3 separate regions of the Mus musculus genome follow, and all the other regions are linked to region 2. The links are chromatin contacts, called in public Hi-C maps. All regions are on one chromosome and are shown on one strand. The core of a region is the stretch at or near the end of the contact, and the rest is flanking DNA. Distances in the headings are between cores, read along the strand shown.

Evidence for each region. Hi-C and Micro-C count contacts between places; a contact is called where the count stands out from the background.
Region 1: a Hi-C map of B cells shows a contact between it and region 2, with 6 read pairs. The contact joins the promoter of Prrc2c here to the promoter of Cop1 in region 2. A contact is called at or near these places in 1 of 39 promoter capture datasets (pre-B cells) and 1 of 484 Hi-C or Micro-C datasets (B cells).
Region 3: a contact with region 2 is called in a Hi-C map of CD8 T cells, with 4 times the contacts expected there. The contact joins the promoter of Gorab here to the promoter of Cop1 in region 2. A contact is called at or near these places in 2 of 484 Hi-C or Micro-C datasets (CD4 T cells and CD8 T cells).

Annotation. Positions count from the first base shown.
Region 1 is chr1:162,739,298-162,741,997 of GRCm38.p6, reverse strand. It overlaps Prrc2c (proline-rich coiled-coil 2C), which reads left to right and starts at 1,442. Exons shown (of 35, transcript NM_001081290.1): 1 at 1,442-1,673.
Region 2 is chr1:159,230,877-159,233,598 of GRCm38.p6, reverse strand. Cop1 (COP1, E3 ubiquitin ligase) reads right to left here and starts at 1,399. Exons shown (of 20, transcript NM_011931.4): 1 at 749-1,399. The coding sequence starts at 1,161.
Region 3 is chr1:163,402,369-163,405,068 of GRCm38.p6, reverse strand. Gorab (golgin, RAB6-interacting) reads left to right here and starts at 1,400. Exons shown (of 5, transcript NM_178883.6): 1 at 1,400-1,546. The coding sequence starts at 1,486. Gm24940 (a small nuclear RNA gene) reads right to left here; the gene lies at 2,667-2,700.

The sequences.
Region 1 (2,700 bases), core at 193-2,692, 3.5 Mb before region 2:
TTTGTACATGTCAGTCTCATAACCAGGTAGATGTCAGCATATTTGATTGTTGGAGGGATCCTGCATTGCTCAAGAAAGATACTTCAAGTCCAGGATACAGAAGACTGGTTCTAATGGATTGTGGGAAAATAACCAAGGTGTTTTCTTGGTGAAAAGACAGGCCTCTCTCTGTCCTGTTCTATCAATCAGCAAATTATGTCTCATTTTGGAAGGTCTCTGAAGGGGCTAAGGGTTATAGTTCAGTTGGATTAGCACTTGCCTAACATGTTGAAGGCAAGCCCCAGATTCGAGCCCCAGAAATGCAAAGCAAACAAAATCTAAAACAAATGATCACAAATGTCAATTGGGGAAGAAGTTACTTGTGGTTACTGCGCTATTATTTTATGGTTGTTCTAACGTTGTGGTATCACCCCATGAATACATGCCAGTTGCAAGCGGAGGAGTTTACTCAGACCAGGACAAGAATCTTTGGATTTATTATACACTATAGATATCTCATAAAGTAGAGAAATATCACATACTCGTGGATTACCTTCTTTCCGTTGGGGAAAGGAAGACCAAACCTAGAGACTTGCATATATGTGACAAGATACTACGCGGCACTGAGGTACATGCTCAGCCCCCAGGTAGAATATTATCATTTTCCTTCCTCACTTCGGGTACTGCCTTGTCTCTACTATACACTTACCTAGTAAACATCTGCATGAATGACTCTTTTTTTTTTTTTTTTTTTTTTTTTGGCTTTCGAGACAGGGTTTCTCTGTATAGCCATGGCTGTCCTGGAACTCACTTTGTAGACCAGGCTGGCCTTGAACTCAGAAATCCACCTGCCTCTGCCTCCCAAGTGCTGGGATTAAAGGCGTACACCACCACGGCCCGGCCTGCATGAGTGACTCTTAACTGTTAGTTTTCTCTGTTAGGTAGTTGTTCCAAGAGGTAAACATTGCCAGAGGAGTCAGAAATAAACAGTGCCTTATTTTACACCAAAATTACAAATGCCGAAGGTGGCCTCAGCAAAGCACGCCAGTCGCTTTTGTCCCTAACACTTGGATTATTTTTTTCACTCCGAGGTAACTTCGGTCTTCTCAAATTGCCACCACACCATGGCCCCTCACTTTGCCCCCCCCCCCCCCCTAAGAACATTCGGTCAAAGCGCAGGTTGTAAACGTTTATGTTCCTCCATCAGTTGTTGTCAATGCACGGAGACAAACCAAGTCGTGATTCCTCACGGAGGGCTCAAGGTTTTTGGAATCTTCCCAGGTGGAAAAGCTTTGTCTCCGAAATGGCTCTGCTTGACGAACTCCCTCCTTCCAGTAGGAGGTAGCGTTGCCCTCCGCCGCAGTCGAGAAGCGGCGGAGGCTGTCACGTGACCCCGCAGCCTCAACCCCTCCACCCCCCCCGGGGCGGTCTTGCGGAGATTTGCCTTACGTACGCAACGTCATGACGTAGCACGTAGGGGCTGGCTAGCCGCCATCTTGCTTCTTTTTCTCGCTCGCTCTCACCCTCTCAGGAGGTAGCGAAAGTGCTTTGGCGGTTTGTACGGCGGTGGCTCGGGCTTTCGGGACCGAGCGGCCCTGCGGACGGTCTCTCGAGGCAATCTCCCCTCCCCTGACCCTGATCCGTCCGGGGCGAGCCCCTTGGAAGCGCGCAGACTTGGTTCTCAACCCTGGCGGGTAAGGAGAGCGAGGGCGTCCGGACCGTGAAGAGGCCCGATGGAGGAGGGAGGGAAGGCACGGGCGCTGGAGCCAGGCCTGGGGGCCCGCGGCGTCTCTCCCTGGGCTCCCGGCGTCGTGCTGTCCGCGGAGATCCGGAGCAGGGCTCGTCGCCCATGTGCGCGGCGTGTGCTGCGGCGGGGCGGCCCTGCGATGGCCGAGGGAGCCTCCGCCCGCGCGGGGCCTGCGCGCGCCGTTTTTCCACGGCGTGGAGGACGGTGCCCGTGGCGGCTCCGAGCGCTCTTAGTGCCTGCGGATGCTCCTGTGGTGATGGCTGGCGTTTGCAGCCAGCGGTGTGTAGTCCAGGGCGGTCGTAGAGGCTCTACCAGGACCCAGGACCAACGAACCCCACTTCCGCTGGGGACAAGCTGAACAACTTCTTGGAGGATTTGAGTAGTCTTTTCCTCCCTCTAGGCCGCTCCAGCCCGGCATTTGTGGGAATACGGCTCGGCTGCTGCCTGATTTTCAGAGAGAGCGTTTAGTATTACTGGTTGCTAGAGTAGAGACCCTAGTTAAGACCGAAGAAAAATAGCATGGGAGCCAGTGAGGACTCTTGCTTGATTTTGCATATAAGGACCGCTCTGATCTCTTTAAAGGGGATGTATATTTGTTTGAAGTGTGTTCAAGATCTTTGGGGTGGGGGGATCCAACTTGCCTAGTAATTCCTGACTCTTAAAACTACCCGGATTTCCGCATTGGCTGGTCTTCAACCTCGGTTCATAAATTCATACCCCAGCAGGATACTTAGAATTGTACAGTAGGCGGCCCTCCTGTTAGGGTTTCTCTTTGGGAATGCACCAGAAGAATCGGAAGATGCTTGCTTCATCGAGTGCTCAGGAGTCAATTCCCGCTAATAGACGTTACAGAGAGGGTGGTATGAAGCGGCCACCACGTCTGACCTCTAGCATTTTTTAAAAGTAGATTTAAGCTTCCATGTTGGTCATTAAGATGCTGCTTTGGCTGGAGCCATTTTTAGGTGTGTGTCACA
Region 2 (2,722 bases), core at 150-2,649:
AAGATGCCAGCTGTGATGCAATGACTGTAAAAGCGTTTCTCAAGTCAGAGATTCCAGTGTATACACAGCGCTGCGATCGTTCCATACAACACAGAAACACTAAAAATGTGTTTCCCTTTTTCCAACAGTTGAAACCTGGAATTGGGTGTGAACAAACTTTGACTACAAAATTATTAACAGTATTACAAGTGTCCTATCTATTCAAATTCATATTCCAACGCAGGATGGGCAAAAATAACTTCGTAAAGCATCACCAACCAGGTTTCGAGCACCATCTACTTTTTTACAATATAGTGTTGACCAGCAATCCCACACCTCAGAATCACCAGGCACTAACTAGTCTTCTACCTCCGAAAATCATGAACTACTCCTGACTGATACTTCGTCCACTAGATGGCCAAAAAAAGAAAGAAAACAAAAACAAAAACCAGAAGGGATTTAACCTCCTACCCCGAATACTTCCTTTCTAATAACCACTTACTGGACCTCCATCTTTATCCTTAAGCACTCCCTTAAATGCCTTCAGTTCCTGGACACCAGCACCCACTTCTGTGCAATCCCATTTCACCACTTTGCCTAAGGATCCCAGTCCAGCTCCACCTCCCAACCGGGAACCTTAACTCTGCAAACACTCAACTCTCTAGGTTCGAATCCCAGCACCTCCAACAGGCCTCCCTCCACGGGACCCCGCCAGGCTCAGCAGCAGAAACTCGTGGTCATGCACGCAGGGGCTGCTATGCAAACCCACCAGACGAAGTCGTTGCTTTTGTCCTCGTAGGAGTTGAGGAGCCCGTTACAAAGCGGGACGAGCAGAGGTCGCTTCCTACTGCTACTGCCGAGGCTGGAGCTGCTCCCTCCAACGCCGGCGCTGGGCCTGGCCGCGCAGCTGAGCCGGGACTGGCCCGCGGACACCGCCCCGCCGGCGCTCGCGCTGCCAGACACCGCGGCCGCCACCAGCACAGGCCGCCCCGGGCCGCCGAGGCCGCCGGAGCCCGCGGCCGGAGCCACGCCGCCGGACACCAGCGTCGCCGCCGAGGCCGCCACGGACGGCGGCGACGGAGACGAGGATAAGGACGAGGAGGCGGAAGTCACCGAGGAGGCGGCCGAGGAGCCGGGGCTCGTCCCAGCGGAACCCGAGCCGGCCTGGCGGCTACCTGACATCGTGACTCCCTCCCTTGGCCCTGCGCTCCGAGGCGAGGGCCCGGACAGACCGCGACCCTCCGCCGCCCCCGGCGCTCAGCTCCCGAGCATCCTGAGGACGCGCCGGGAGACGGGCCGGGGGAACAATAAAGTTAGGCTTCCCACCGCCGCCCCGCCGCCGCGTCCTACGCGAGGGGGCGGGGGAAACTATCACATCCGAGGAGCCATGACTGCCGAGGAGGCCGCCGGGGCAGCCAACCCGGGCGCGCCGAGGCGGTCGGGCTTGCGCATGAGCGGCGGAAGGGGCGGGGCAGCGGAGCAGCTGCGCGCGCAGGCGCCGGCGCCGGCGCCGGGCTGTACGGAGATGCCGAGCGTGTAGTTCTCCGAGTGGAAAGCTGATTTCCTTTCTGACGTAGTAGAGAGATGGCCGTTTTCATGGAGCCAAAGGGTGGAAGGGGAAAGGACGGGGAATCTGGTCTAGTGGACCGGGAACGCTCGAAAAGCAACTGCTTAAGCGTGCCCCGGGTGGACGCTGGCGGATTGCCCAGCTAAAACTGCGGCGGTACGGAGCAGTGGTGTTGCGCATGCGTGTGAGCGAGCGCGCATGCGGCTATGGATTATTATCTGGAAAATACTAAGCTCACTTGTGTTCTCTTGCGGCTTCGCGCTTTTTCCCGATTGTGTGGCAGGAATATAATTTGTTTTCGTTTAGATTTTTTTTTTCTGTTTAGATTTTGAAGTCCTGTTAGGAGGAGTAAGGGGCCAGGGCAGTGAAAAAGGGTTACAAGCCTTAGGTTTCAATCTGAAAGAGCCACAACGTGAGGACTTCCCCACGTTCTGACTCAGGAGAGGCGACACCCCAAAATCACCAACGAGAAACGGTCTTGCTGCAAATTGCAAGAGGATTTTTATTCAAGAGCGCTCTCGGCCCACGGTCATACACCACGCAGGGGTAGAGGACCGTGGCGCCCCGAGTAGCTGGGTTAGGGGGTATTTAAAGGAAGAAACCACAACTTAAGGAGGTGGGAAGGGCGTTGTTGGAAAATACCAAAAATACCAGTTAAGAGTCACAAGGAAGTACAAAGTCACAAGTGTCAGGTTATCTCTCAAGACAGTTTCTAAGAGCCCCTAACAATCTAAGAGCCCCTAGCAATAGCACCTTTGCATAGTGGGTTCCAGCAATGGTCAGGGTGACTTTCTTTGAATTAACACTCTTTGAACCCAGGAAGCTGATGGGTGGAGGAATGTTGATATCTGTTTTATGATTAGCATACCTTGGAGCATTGAGTCACAAAGGCAAAATTCCCAAGCCTGGGCCCAAAGGCCTAGAATTTTGTCTTTATTACTCTTTCAAATCAAACATTTTATAGTACCAGAAATTATTTGCTTCTTGTCCCTGATGTCACTTATCTAAATTATCTCCAACCTTTTGTAAAACCTCATTGATAACTCCGTCTTTGTTGGCATTGAAGCAGCAATACTCGCCTAGTTCCCCTGGGAAATGAAAACTAAGTCTAAACCTGGCCGGTTTAGGAGGACAACTTTTGTCAGAGCCTCTGTCTGGACATGAAGCAGATAGAAT
Region 3 (2,700 bases), core at 151-2,650, 4.2 Mb before region 2:
AGGGCCAACAGAACAACAAATAGGAGATTTGGAATGTTGCAAGGGGGAAAGTATAATTTTATACAGATGTATTTTATTGGCTTTTATTATCTCTTGCTGGTGCCTTGATTTGCATTCACAAGCAAGGCAAAACCTTTTAAAATACCATAATTACTGACTCTATTAAGATTAGTGATAAATCTTGTCTTATAGAAAATGTATAAATAAAATGTAACAGAAAGCACACAAGTAGGTTTAAAATTGTTGTTGAGTCACTAGTAAATGGTTATTGTGTGCAGAGGGCAAGCTGAATCCACTACCAGATTGTGACTAATACATTCTATTCTGGAGTTAATGTATATCTGTTTACACATTTAGTCTATGTTCAAAACTTGAACGAAACTAATCCTTTTGGATGGTATTTTGCCTTTCAAATATATTGAAAATAAACTCATCTTTAAGATAAGCATGTGTGGCATCCTTGAATTTTGGAAAACCTGTTACATTTCAAAGTTCAAAGATTACAAGAAAGATGTCAAACTTTTTTCTGATACTTATATAACTGAACTGCTCATTTCAATTGCTGGTGTCATATTTTATTTTCCAGTATACTCCTTTACTTCAACTTGATTAAAAATATTGACTCTCGAGTCGAAAATTAATATTCTTTAAAAAAATTTTCAATGTAGCCAATGTAATGTTTTCAGTTGTTTTTAGTAAAAATAATGAAAAAAAGAAATGGTTTAAAAAACGCTGACCTACACATACATGGACAAGCTTTGCATCTTCTAATTTTCTAAACTCTGCTTAAAACGGAGAAATGGAAGCTCAAGAAGATAGCTTTAGACAAAAGAAAAAAAAATCACCATTTAGGACTTGAGTGTGGTGTGTTGAGGGACTTCTATAGGCAGGAGGAGACCAGCAAAATATCTTGGCATAAGGATTAGGTTCTTAGACTCATTCATCATAGAAACAAGAAATCGAAATCTGCTAGATGTTATTGTCTAGAAGTGAACTGGCCAATGCTTAAATCTCAACCCTACACCCTGTTTCTCCATGACTTAGAACCTACAAGCCAAGGATGCTCCGGTACCGCCCACCTCCCAGGCAATACAGGCTCCGCCCAGCTAGTCAGGCAGTTCCGACCTGTAGGCCTCCTCTGTCACTGCCGCTCTACCTGTTTTCCTCAACCCTTCCTCATATTCCCATAACCCCCACTTCCCCCCAAAGATATAAAGCAAGAAGAACTGGAACGTGTAGCAGAGGCCTGTGAGTGGAAGCGAAGGCCGTGCTTTTGTAGTCCACCGAGTCAGGCTTTCAGGCATCGCTCGGGGCAGCCCCACAGGTACCGGGTCCCTGAATGCAGAGGGAGGCCTAGCGCCACAGTTCGGCACGCTGATTGGCTGTTCGCCGCGCCACTGAAGGAACCCGGATGTGCCTGTGGAGCTGTGTTGGCAGTCTGCGCGCGGAGATTTGGGCACTCTTTGGGTGCCCAGGGCTAGGCGGATGGCTCAGGATTGGGCGGGCTTCTCTGAGGAAGAGCTGAGGAGACTAAAGCAGAATAAAGGTAAGGTGTACTTGCGCGCGGGTGTGGAGTCTCGAGTCTGAAGGACAGGAGGCCGTCTTAGTGGGCGAGGGGGCGTGGGGGCTGGAACTCCAAGTTGGGGGACAGGGGTGGTGGGATTCCCTAGGTGTCTTTGCTGCAGAGGCCAGAGGGACGGCCCAGGGGTTTCTCTTTTAGCATCTGTTTTCTGATGATTTGATGTTTTCCTGTAAAAAGGAATGAGGTTAGGAAGAGAAAGCGAAGCCACCACCTGAATGGCCCCTAAGGGAGGCTTTTAACCCAAACCAATGGTTGTAAACTTGGGTTCAGGGTGAATGAAGACTAATACTGCATATACAGCATCATAATTGTGAACTTATAAAACCAGATATTTGGGAAAGGTGTCATGAGAGTGAATCAACGCAGAAGAAGTGGTATTTATGATCCATCCGCATTGCCTTTACTTCTGGCTACCAGATGAGTTTGCATTTCTTTCCAGTTCTTGGGAGTCAGCAAACTAAAAGGACTTTTCGAGAGGTTAGATTTGAAGTGCGTGTGTGTATTTGTGTGTACATGCACAGTGCACTTACATGTCTGTCTCTTCTGCCTTCAGGGACAGTGGAAATCTGCTGCCCCGGATGGGGCGGGGGGCTTTCTGGAATAATTATAGATCACTGTATGGGCTTGCGATAACGCTGCTTCTGATTTATTAAGTTTTCCAGTACTTGGTAGGAAAGGATGTAAAATGCTCTTGACCTGTGATTGCAATTTCACAAAAATGTCTGTGGTAGGCTTGGAAATGCCCATCACTTCTGTGAGAACTTTGTGCCACTCTTGGCAACATTTTAAAAAGTACCTTAAGGATAAAATTAAATTCTTCCATGTCTATAGTTTGTGAGATATCTGGATATGTCTTGGGTACTTGGAATATTTAGCCTAGATATGTGAATTATCTAGGACTGACAGGTGCAGAAGGAAGTAAATTACTAACATGGGGTCAATGTGGGGAAGACTGGACTGGCTGATCTTTCTTAGTACTGTCATGGAATTATCATGTCAGATGTGTTCCAACTGATTCTGTCCAGCTGGCTGTTTTCAGGTTCTTTCCTTCTGTAACTCATTCTCCATTCATATACCTATATGTACAAATGCAGGCACCTAGATCTGATCTGACTCAG